Linked DNA regions of Mus musculus: all the other regions are linked to region 3. Evidence: chromatin contacts called from public HiChIP or PLAC-seq and Micro-C data. All regions are on one chromosome and are shown on one strand. Each heading gives the region's core, a stretch centred on a gene start, on an enhancer-like site or on the middle of the called end of the contact. The rest is flanking DNA. Distances are from core to core; before and after follow the strand shown. Region 1 overlaps Add2 (adducin 2 (beta)). Region 2 overlaps Add2 (adducin 2 (beta)). Region 3 has its middle 21 kb from the start of Tprkb.

The links. A called contact is a pair of places that touch in the nucleus more often than the background predicts. HiChIP or PLAC-seq counts read pairs in DNA pulled down with a chosen protein or histone mark.
Region 1: a contact with region 3 is called in a FOXA1 HiChIP or PLAC-seq map of pancreatic cancer cells. The contact joins two enhancer-like sites. A contact is called at or near these places in 2 of 15 datasets of contacts at CTCF or cohesin (pro-B cells and stem cell-derived epiblast-like cells), 21 of 484 Hi-C or Micro-C datasets (the AML12 cell line, the Ba/F3 cell line, the C2C12 cell line and 9 more), 1 of 115 datasets of contacts at active chromatin or transcription factors (pancreatic cancer cells) and 4 of 9 other capture datasets (adipose tissue, embryonic stem cells, liver and 1 more).
Region 2: a Micro-C map of the G1E-ER4 cell line shows a contact between it and region 3. The contact joins two enhancer-like sites. A contact is called at or near these places in 3 of 39 promoter capture datasets (the 3T3-L1 cell line, hippocampal neurons and pre-B cells), 2 of 15 datasets of contacts at CTCF or cohesin (pro-B cells and stem cell-derived epiblast-like cells), 24 of 484 Hi-C or Micro-C datasets (the AML12 cell line, the Ba/F3 cell line, the C2C12 cell line and 12 more) and 3 of 9 other capture datasets (embryonic stem cells, liver and pancreatic islet).

Annotation. Positions count from the first base shown.
Region 1 is chr6:86,073,343-86,077,029 of GRCm38.p6, reverse strand. The region is part of intron 1 of Add2 (adducin 2 (beta)); the gene reads right to left. Among named protein-coding and RNA genes, the nearest start is that of Add2, 47 kb to the right of the region's middle. Within about 2 kb of position 2,044, at least 16 of the 459 cell types and tissues checked have an H3K27ac peak or open chromatin away from gene starts, as enhancers often do. A contact at or near this core is called in the C2C12 cell line, the G1E-ER4 cell line, pancreatic cancer cells and 1 more, where this site is marked.
Region 2 is chr6:86,094,112-86,097,713 of GRCm38.p6, reverse strand. It overlaps Add2 (adducin 2 (beta)), which reads right to left. Exons shown (of 16, transcript NM_001271857.1): 7 at 879-1,028. Among named protein-coding and RNA genes, the nearest start is that of Add2, 67 kb to the right of the region's middle. Within about 2 kb of position 1,978, at least 13 of the 459 cell types and tissues checked have an H3K27ac peak or open chromatin away from gene starts, as enhancers often do. A contact at or near this core is called in the Ba/F3 cell line and the G1E-ER4 cell line, where this site is marked.
Region 3 is chr6:85,935,377-85,938,922 of GRCm38.p6, reverse strand. It overlaps the pseudogene Gm7542. Among named protein-coding and RNA genes, the nearest start is that of Tprkb, 21 kb to the right of the region's middle. Within about 2 kb of position 1,707, at least 366 of the 459 cell types and tissues checked have an H3K27ac peak or open chromatin away from gene starts, as enhancers often do. A contact at or near this core is called in the Ba/F3 cell line, the C2C12 cell line, the G1E-ER4 cell line and 2 more, where this site is marked.

The DNA of each region.
Region 1 (3,687 bases), core at 795-3,294, 140 kb before region 3:
AAGTAGCAGACTCCCCTGTCTCTGCTCTCAAAAGGCCTTCTCAGGATGGGGCCAGTTGCATCTTTGGTGGTGTGGAAGTGGACAGTTCCTAACATTGGGGCTCCAACACTGGGCTTTAACCTGCACAATAGGTACCTCTGCTATTGATCCCCAAACCAAGTGGCCTTCAAGACTTCGTGAGGGAGAAGAGAGGCTTATAGGAAGCTCTGAGTTCACAGAGGCTGGGGGAAACTAGCAGACTGGCTAGCAGGGCCTGGCTCTTCACTCATGATCCCTCCAGGGAAAAGGTCTGCAACCTTGCGATGGGTAGATAACCACAGAGGCTGACTGCCCTCTGAGTCACCATTTCTCACCTCCACTGTCTGGCAATCCATGCAGGCCCTAAAGAGGGAGTCACCTTGTCTACCCTTTGCCTTCAGGCAAGAGCCCAGGGAAACAAACCTTGAAAATGGTTAACCTGAAGAGTATAAACATCACAATGTTCTTATATTGGCCCAGGGTGACATCTCTGCTTGAGGTTCTATCTCATAGCCCTCCCTCCTCCCAGCCAAGAGCTCCAGGGAGCAGCTCCCATGACACCTTCTGCACGAACACAGCAAACACCCCCAGCCACTGGTGGTGGAATGATATGCACTTTTAACACATGGAGGTCATAATTGTCAAGTTGCTTTTGTTCTATTAAGGCTTGTGATGGGTGGTGTTTTTGTTTTGTTTTTTTACCAAATGGGAACAAGAGAAAATTGTATTAAGACCTTTAAGAGGTGAGAGGTTTTAAGATTATGGGGAATGCTCTTAAAAGGGATTGTGGGATGTCAGGTATGTCCTCTCTCTTGTACCCAGCCATGAGGCAAGCAGTCTCCTTTGTCACAGCTCATGCCATGATGTACTATGCTGTCACAGACCCAAAGCAATGGGACCATTCAGCCATGGTCTGAATCTTTGACACCTGTGGCCCAAGTTTGTTTGTTTCTTTGTTTCTTTGTTTCTTTGTTTCTTTGTTTCTCTCTCTCTCTCTCTTTCTCTCTCTCTCTCTCTCTTCCTCTCTTCCTCTCTTCCTCTCTTCCTCTCTTCCTCTCTTTCTTTAAGCTGATTGATCTCAAGTGTTTAATCACAGTTACAGACGCAGGCTAACAGTTACTGAGAGTCCAGGTGTGAATGCTCATTCTTTCTCAAATGTCATCTTCCTTGCAGGCTGCAGAGGACAGAGGAAACACTCTGGGCAATGGATGCCACCAGCACATGGAAGGAAGGCAGACTGAGGATCAGCGGATCGGAGCTCCCGAGCCTGTTTCAGCAGGCATCCTACCCTACCAATGCTCTCACGTGCTCCCTTCTCTCTGAGAGACGATTCCTGTGAGCTCCAGGCTCCAGCTTCCTTCCTTCGACCACGGGGTCCCACTGGGACCCAGGGATCCATGTGTGGAATCTCTGTCCTTACTTTTTCTTTCCCTGCTTGTGGCACTGATATTTTCCTTGCCATCCCAATGCCCTTCAAGATACTTTTGTTTTTCTTTTACTATAATTTCAGATAAGGTGACTCAAATCCCCAAAGATACAACCTTAAGGGGAAATAGCTTCTAGCAAAAGTTATCAGGGAGCCATATGCTTTCTGGGAATGACAGTGATGTCCACACAATCATCTCAACCTTTTATACCTCAGGGCAATTCAATTTCTGCTCTAACAAGGCCACAGCAATTACTTCATGACCAATCCACATGGGGTGGAGACACGAAGGCACTCGAATGAAGGAGCCAGCCCACCCCACTCGCAGCTTAGAAACAGGAGCTCCATCTGCGCAGACGTTAACCTCAGCTGAGCTCATCTGTACTGATGGAGGCATTGGATTCCTAACGGCAGACTCAAGGGAATAAATAACCAGCTGAAGCCACAAATCAGAAACTATAATCTTCCGTCTTAACTCCCAAGAGGCCATAAGATTATTGATAAGATAAAAAGAGGAAGAAACAAGAGGTCATAGTAGGGAGAACAAGCTGAGGGCTGCAGATACTGTGACTCAAGTCAGCCTCACTTTTGGGATATCTCCTGTCTGAGGAAACAACAGGAGGTGAGTCACACAGGCCAGCACAGATGCTGGTCTCAGAAGTGGGGGAGGATGTAGGGGTGAAATGTAGGGGAGGCATCAAATCTGGTATGAGGGTAAGCTATAAAAATTACCATTCGCCCGACCTTGCTCATCCACATCACAGCTTGAGAGAGAAAACATCTTCGGTTATGTATTACCTGTGGTTAGAAGACACATCCTAGTTTCAGAGATTATTTAAATGTGGGGGAAATGTGTCTCAGAATAGATAAAGCATAGAAATCCATATCATAAGCCAGTGTCATCAGAGCCATGGAGATGGCGCAACAAGTAAAGCGTTTGCTTCCCAAGCATGAAGATCAACGTTCAGACTCCCAGATCCCAATAAGTTCTGTGTGTTTGTGGGGCTGGGACCCCATGTGTAATTCAAGCCTTGGAAGGTAAAGACAAGATCCTCAGAGCTGGCTGGCTATTGAGATGAGGCACAGCAGGGAACTCTATATTTGGCTGAGAGGCCCTGCTTCAACAAACGAGGTGGAAGAGTGGTTAAGGATAATTTCCAACATCAACCTTGGGCCTCTGAGCATACCATTAATATCTATACATGTGCAAGCACACATACTATAAAGAAATTAGTGTCATCATATTGCCATGGTGGGAAGCATGTCATTGCTAGGTGAAGGATGAAGAAATGCCAAAAGAGAAACAGACCAGGAAGGCTTTAGCAGCCCTAAACAGCCTTATAAGCAGGCATGGGTGCCTGTCTGTCAATATCTGCCTCTGCCCCATGCTGTGTCCTGAGGTCAAGGATAAGGGCAGGCTTAAAATCCCATGCTTAAGTTAAACACAGGGGTTGTTTATCTGTCCTCAGATGAGGAAGCCACTTCCTCTTCTATGAAATAGCAATACAATGTCACAGGCGAGGATTGCCTAGTACGGGAAGAAAGAGGAGACTAACCCACCACTCAGACTTCTGATTTACTGAGTTGATGAAAACACAAGAGGAACTAGATATACAGCTGCCTGAAATGCATAAGGACACACACAGGAGCACACACACACACATACACACACGCAGCACACATGCATGAACACAAACACACATGCAGCACACACACAAACACGCACACAAACACGCACACAAACACGCACACACACACACACACAAACACACACACACACACACACACGGAGGAAGGATGGAAGATCGAAGAGAAGGGAGGAGACCAGCATGCATCAGAGGCTCCATCAAGGGCAGTTTCCATTCCAAATCCCTCTGGGAACTGCCATTCATTTCTGTCCTGCATAATCCCAACTTAGGGATAGAATAAAGAAAATGAGGGTCCCTAGAGGGTGGTAAATAATTCTGGAATACTCCAAAACTATCTTTCTACAAGAAGACCCAGAGACTGGATCTACCGATGAGCATCAGAGTGTGGCCATCCTGATGACATTCTTGTCCCTGTCTCTTTGGCTATAAGACTATTGAAACAATGGTCCCCAAGAAATTGGCATTTTCTCCTGGAATTTCGTTCTGAGAAGAAAAGGCCAGGCAGAGTTGAAACTCGTCATCTGGAGAGAGCTTGCACAGCTCTTACAACTTGTCAGACTACCCTGTAGGAGGAGTTGAGGCAGAGATTATGAT
Region 2 (3,602 bases), core at 729-3,228, 160 kb before region 3:
GTGTCTTGGTCCCAGTTCAGGGATGTCTATACCCCATGACCCGTGTGTTTCCCTCAGAAATCAACAGGCTACTGCTATGTGCTCCAACCCTACAGGTCTGGTGCCAGCCAAGGCAATGCCCAGTGTCTACTGTTTCTCCAAGTGACACTGCAGCGTCCTCCACACACATGGAAAGCTGGCCTCAGGTGCTACCTGTGCCCTGTTCTCTCCCCGTTTTACTGAACCCTTCCCCAGATCTCAGCTGTCTGGAACTACAGGAAAGTCTGCAGGCTCACTTCCCCACCAGCTTACTTGCTTCTCCTCTAAAGGGCTGGGTCGTGCGGGGACAGGGCAGCCTGAAGCCCAACCACAGTGACGTGGGTGGACACTTGGAAGGTGCAGTTGCCTGGCTGAGTTCTCAGCTGTAGCCACAGCAGAGGGGAGTCTGTGAAATACACATCCCCACACTTCACACCAAGACCTTGGTATATGGAAAGAGGGTTGGAATAGAAAGTCCTAAGCTGAGAATTCACTCTCTTGGCCTGAGTTCCAGATCTTTACAAAAATTTTTTATCATTATTTTTATTTTTTATTTTATGTGTATGGGTGTTTGCCTTCATGTTTGTCTTAGCATCACATGCATGCAGTACCTGCAAAGGCCAGAACAGAGGGTGTCAAATTTCCTGGGACTAGGGTTACAGACAGCTGTGAGCAGCCATATGGCTGCTGAGAATGGAAGCAAAGTCCTCTGGAAGAGCAGCTCTTAACTACTGAACCATCTCTCTGCCCCCTTTCCAGAATTTTTAGATGATGACATGGCTATACTCCAGATGATATCTGCTCAGGGAGAAACTTAGGCACTCCGGGCTGGCTGCCACAGGAAGCCAGGCACTACTCACCGCTGCGGTGGCAGGCGTGTGCAGGTGGATGGCACACCGCACGTCGGGCCTGGCGGCATAGATGGCTGAGTGCAGACTGAAGCCCGTGGTGTCCACCGGGAAGCAACTGCTGCCCTTCTCCACCACCTCTCCCAGAATGTTCACTTTAATCTAGGCAGTAAAGAAGAGACCAGACTCAGGGCTCCTGCCCTCTTCCACACATGGGCCCAGTGCATTCCCTGGCCCACATCCACCATTCCAGACAACAGGAGCAATGGCTGGCCTTGGTGCTGGGGTACAGCAACAGGGAGTCCTGCCTGTGGTGAGTCCTAAGGAGTGGCAGGTGGATTCTGCAGGGAAAGTGGTGGGGCTGTTTCTCAGACTTTATTATGCATTGTTTCAGACACTGTCAAAATAGTTTCTAAACATAGAAAAAATAATACTTCTAGCAATTTCCCAAATGATGTCCAGGCTGTGGCCCACATATCCACTCCCAGTAACGAGCTAGAAGAGAATCAGTGCTAGAGTCCTCTAGAAGCAGCTAAGAAGAATCTTGAATGCCTGCAGAAACCTTCCCAGAGGAAGTCATGTCTAAGCTGAGCCACCTCATTTGTGAAACATCTTAATATACAAAGGTAAAGAGAATGACATACTGAACACCTTTCACCTGTCACAGAAAAGGGACCAATGGAAAGATGTCCCTTTCTTAGCTTTTTTTCTACTTCAAGAGACAAGCAAATGCCACACACAACATGTGCATGAAGGAACAGCAAGGGAGAATGGAGGGGGAGGAGAAAGGAGATAGGGAAGGGGTAGACCAGAGTGGGAGGGGGAAAGAGGAGAGTGAGAGAGAGTGAGAGATCAAATGAGCAAACAAGAGAAAGAGATAGACACACATACAGTGAGTGCTGGTGGGAGAAAGAGCACATACATGTATGCATGTGTATATGTGCACACACATATGCACACATGCATGTGCAAACACATGCAGATGCACTCAGACACACACACACACACACACCACATAGAGGGTGTTGGGCCCCATTCTGGCTCTGGTTTGGGCCTTGAGGACAAACCCAAGCCTGGCTTAAGTTTTAAGACCTGTCTCAGTCACTTCCATATCGGGTGACTCAGCAAGACCTGTTTGGCCCTGCCTCTGCCTAGCCGTTGCCGGTGTAGAGCTTTGCCATTGGCCCTGTCAGTCACTCCATACCCTCTGTCACCCTTCCCCACCTCCTACATCATCTTACCCTCCCCCCCCAAAAATCCCCCTTCCTATGTTCAAAACTTATATAATCGAGAGGCTGACGCCATAAAGTTGAGTTCCTGCTTTGACAGACAGCCCAGGTGTGTTTCTTTTGGGCCATCAACACTCGCCATCCTGCTCAGCCCCAGAGAGACCCCCACAGGACTGGGACCTCTCTTCTCTCACCTAGACCTGCCAGCAAGGAGCTGGCAAGAGGGAGGGGAAGGGAGGGGAGGGAGGGAGGGAGAGAATGAATGAATATGTTGCTATTGGTTTTAGTGTTCCTACTTAACAAATGGATTCACAAAGCACCAACATCACACACAGAAGGGCTTTTGCTGACTGGTACAAGACAGTGACCTTCTGCATAGAAATGGTAAGATATTTCATCCTCAAGGTGTCCCCACCAACCCTCGCAGCACATTGCAAGGTCCACCTCACAGAGACCCAAATCACCCAACAGAAACCTAGATTCTGAGGCAAGGTTTTCTTAACCTAGTGGTTCTCACCCTTCCTGATGCTGTGACCCTTTAGTACAATTCTTCATGCTGTGGTGACCCCCCGACCATACAATTATTTTGTTGCTACTTCAAAATTATAATTTTGCAGCTGTTATGAATTGCAATGTATATATCTGATACGGGGTCACGACTCAGGCTGAGAGCTGATATCCTGACACTTTGGCGAGCATGCACTCTGGTTCTCAGGCACTCTGCTGCCCTGGGCTCACAGGAATATTATTACACTTTACACACTAACAAGTGAGATTTTAGTTTCTTAGAAAGAAAGAAGTGGCGGGGGGGGGGGGGGAGGAGAGGGAGAAAGAAGGAAAATCACTGTTAAGTTGGCCCTCAAAACAGGAAGCACCTATGACAACCAGACTCTAACACTCAAGGCAGCTCCACAAATGCTCTCATGCCCCATTCCCCAAATTCCACAGACAAAAGAGGGACCAAAGGGCAGTGACATCGTGGTATGGGGATGGGCACACTATTGTACTGTGTGCTAACAGCACAGGAGTAGCATCCAACAGGCCCACTGCAAACCTCTCTGTGGAGTGGGTTCCTGGCTTAGGAGGGGCATGACGCTGGCTGGGTGTGACAACAACTCCTCCAGGTCACGATCCTTAAAACAAATGCACGTGCTCAGCCTGGTTCCCTGTTCCTCTGAGTGGCTCATGTGTCCCTTATCTCATCAATGCACCTGTGACTTGGGTCATTCAAGAATCTCCACAACCTAGTGAGACGGTGGCCAGTCCACCTGGTGCCTCTGTGGAGATGAGAGCCCTGAGGACCTCCCCAGAGCTCAGGCTTGGACTCTGCTGCTGTGTACATTTACAAAAGAAGCGCATCGTGAGACGCTGCAGGGAGTGGCACCTCGTGATTTCACCTGCTCCTCTCCTCCTCCTCAACCACATTCCCCCCTTTTAGGGTAGGAGCTGTACCTCCGTGCACAGCATCCCAGGGTCGGTCCACACCCTACACTACCTCCTGCGAGTG
Region 3 (3,546 bases), core at 458-2,957:
CACGTCATCCAGGATGAGCCCAAATGTTGCTGCTTGCTCTGTGAGGTCATCGCTCACTTGCCTGGAGATAGCTCTCGCTGGGTAATCAATTCTCCAGCATCAAATCAAGCCACCACTGACATGAGGATCTCCGTGGTGATAAGACAGCAGCACCTGCTCATCATAGTCCTGGCTGATGTTGGTGTAGATACGAGGAAGCTGGCTGGCCACCGGAAGAGGATGAGCAGTGTGACGTTGACGTTGTGCAGATCTTTGCTACTAGTGATGGTACGTTCCGTGGTCGAGAGCAGCTGTCAAAGAAAATTGGCTTCTGTACCCAAGGGATGAGAAAGTGAGTCCCTTCCCCTACCACAATGTCCTGTACTCCATGAAATTGGTCAAAGATGACAGCTCTGTGTCCAGCATCCACATTCTATAAAGCAGAGTTCACGCCTCCTGTAACTGCTAGCACCAAGCTGACCTTTCCATGGACCGAAACACGAGCAGCTCCTTCTGTTGCTTCCACTCACACCTGGCTTTCACTCTGACCTCCACAGGAACCCTCACTTCAAAACTCTAAAGCAGTAAACTTTTGTGAAGTGCTTTTATCATTTTACACAGAGAACTTCAATATATGAAGCTGAGTCCTTTGACACTAGTTTTACATTTCTTCTGTTAAGATAAATCTATTTGTGTAGAATGTCTTTTCTTGAATTTTTACTTCATCCATGACTAAGGTTGAGTCTCTTTTCATATGACTTGTTTTTTTTTTCCTATGACATGTTTTATTTTGTTTTTTGTTAAGTGCTTATAATGCATTTTTAACTAGGTTTTCTTCATTACTTTTTCTGGATGTCAGTCCATATAGATGCATACTGTATAGATGTACAGATGGTTAGACTGTACCACCGTGCCAGGCTCATGTCATAATGAATGTAAAAATTAAAAGCAAAATGAGGTTGTAGTTCAGTGGTAGAGTGTTTACCTACTAGCATAAAATTCAGGGTTCCACTCACGGTTTGTAAGCCTGCAAGCCAGTTTTCTCAGAATTCTAAAACTGTTGCCCGAAGTGCTGCTCTCCCTTGCCGACCTCCTCCAGTCACTGATTCAGACAGCCCTTTCTGGTGTACTTTCTCCACTGTCCTAATTAGGAGAGCAACACTGGCAGCCTGGCGTTCCCACTTTTCCCGTTGTCTTTACTGCACGCATCACCAGACACCTTCCATGCCATGCAAACAAAATACTGATAAAAGACAAACGCCAGCCAAGGAAAATAGAAAACAAGTTATGGCACGTTTCGTCTGCCTGGGAGGCTCAAGGATCACACACGACCTTCCTAACCCACTCTAGATATAAAGATCAACTTTGTTAGGTAAGTCCCGGATGCAAGTCACTGAGGGAGGCTCTGGGTTCCAGGGGTGCTTCCAGTGACTGATGGGAGCAAAGTGAAAACTGATCGTGGGTTCTCCAGTAATGGAAAAAGTGTGCTCACTTTGCTTAGGTTAATACTCTTCTTATCACAGTAAGAAAGTGATTAACATCTACCATAAACCATCAGTAGACTTTACAACCTGACTTCAACTTCCAGTCTCCACCCAAGGATCCCTCCCGCAGGAAGGTTCTAACTAGACTTTGCTGGCACATTCTGCCCTCCCAGGGAGGAGTCAGCGGAAGGAAGCACTCTCCCGATGTTGACCTCCACTTGGGCAGAGACAGCGCTTCTGGACGTGGAGGGGTTTGCTTCCGGGGAACGATCATCTAAGCCGTGCGGCAAAATGAAAGTGGGTTCCGCCCAGCCGGAGCCCCACCTCTTTCCCTGCGGACAGTTTTGCGGGCGAAGTACGCGTGCCTTTGCCCGTGTTTGTCGCGAGCCCCGGTGGAGAGCGACATGGTCTCAGGAGCGCGGCTCCGGACGGAAGGCCGCTCGGCTGCGCGCGCCGGGGCGCCCCCTGCAGGCGATGCCCGAGGCTGAGGCTGGAGGAGCCGCGTGCGGACCGCACAGCCACAGCCAGGCCCAGCGCTGGGAGGGAGGCGTGGCGGAGAGCGGAGTCGCCTCCACCCCAGGCTTTACCGGGGCCAGCGAGCGGCCTTGGCAGGAGGGACCCAGGCAGGAAGCCCTGAGGGTAGTAGGGACGCCCTGTTGGAAAGCCTGACCAGCCTAAGCCGAGGGCAGGCCATGCCATCCGGGTTGGAGAGGAGTCAGGCAGGGTCCAGACTCTACATGCTGGTCCCAGTGACATAAAGTTAGTGCTTTAGCTTCAGCCTGACTTCCTCCTGAAGGACCCTGTGACCACTGCGATAGGCTAGAATTGTATATTGGTGGCCTGATATTGTGTATCAGGAAACTATTTACAAATAGACCCTGCCCCTTTTGTGTTAAAAAATCTTAGGCAATTCCAGCAAGTCAGAAATGAACATTTGACTTTGGTATTTGTTCTCTTCAATATTTTTTCTTTGTGTACAGGTTTTTAAAAATACTATAGTTGGGGCTGGAGAGATGGCTCAGCAGTTAAGAGCACTGGCTGCTCTTCCAGAGGCCCCAGGTTCAGTTCCCAGCACCCACACGGCAGCTCACAGCTGTCTCTAACTCCAGTTCCAGGGGATCTGGTTCTCTCCTACATGCAGGCTAAACTCCAATTCATATAAAAATAAATACATCTTTTTAAAAAAAATACTATAGTTAGTGCTCCATGGCTGTAGTCCCAAGTATTTAGGAGGGAGAAACAAGAGGTGTGTTGAGTTACAGGCCAGCCTGAGCTACGTGATAAAACCTTCACAAAATCCAAAGAATTACAACAATAAAATAGTCGACAATTTTGGATCACCTTTCAGTGACCAAAAGCTTTCTTTTTTGCTTAATAAGTTCTCTCTGTCTTGCTTAAATGAGAGAAAAATTCCACGGTTTTGCTGTGCTTTTGTGGTTCACACATTTTGCATTCATGTGATTTAATTTGAAGCCTTTGCAGTTTCCATTGCTATCAGCATTACAGGTCTGGTCTGGGGGGATAGGAAGGCAGTCTGGGGATTGAATCTGGGGCTTTGTGTAAGTACACATCTGCAGAGCCAACGTTGGGTGAGCCTACATCAGTGGCTCTCAACTTGTGGGCTGTGACCCCCTCTAGTGTTGAAAGATCCTTTCAGAGGGCCCACCTAAGACTATGAGAAAACACATATTTACATTTCAATTCATAACAATAGGAAAATTACAGTCATGGAGTGGTACTACCATAATTTTATGGTTGGGGGTCACCACAGCGTGAGGAACTGTATTAAAGGGTCACAGCATTAGGAAGGTTGAAAACCCGTGGATTAGATGCTGGGCTGCAGGCTGGTCCCTATCTATGAAGCTGTATCCCTAGCTGTATGGTGCTGACTCCTTGTCATTTCTGCCCTAAACGCACCTCAAGGTGATATAGATTTCACTATCTGGGCTGTGTCATAATGGACAGGTCACATGAATCTTAGGCGCACTGTTAGTGCTGATAGTCGATACTGAAAAAAAGTTCCTCTTGCAAACAATAAACCTACTAGGCCCACAGTGTTTTGGACAGAGAAGCCCTCGAGTAA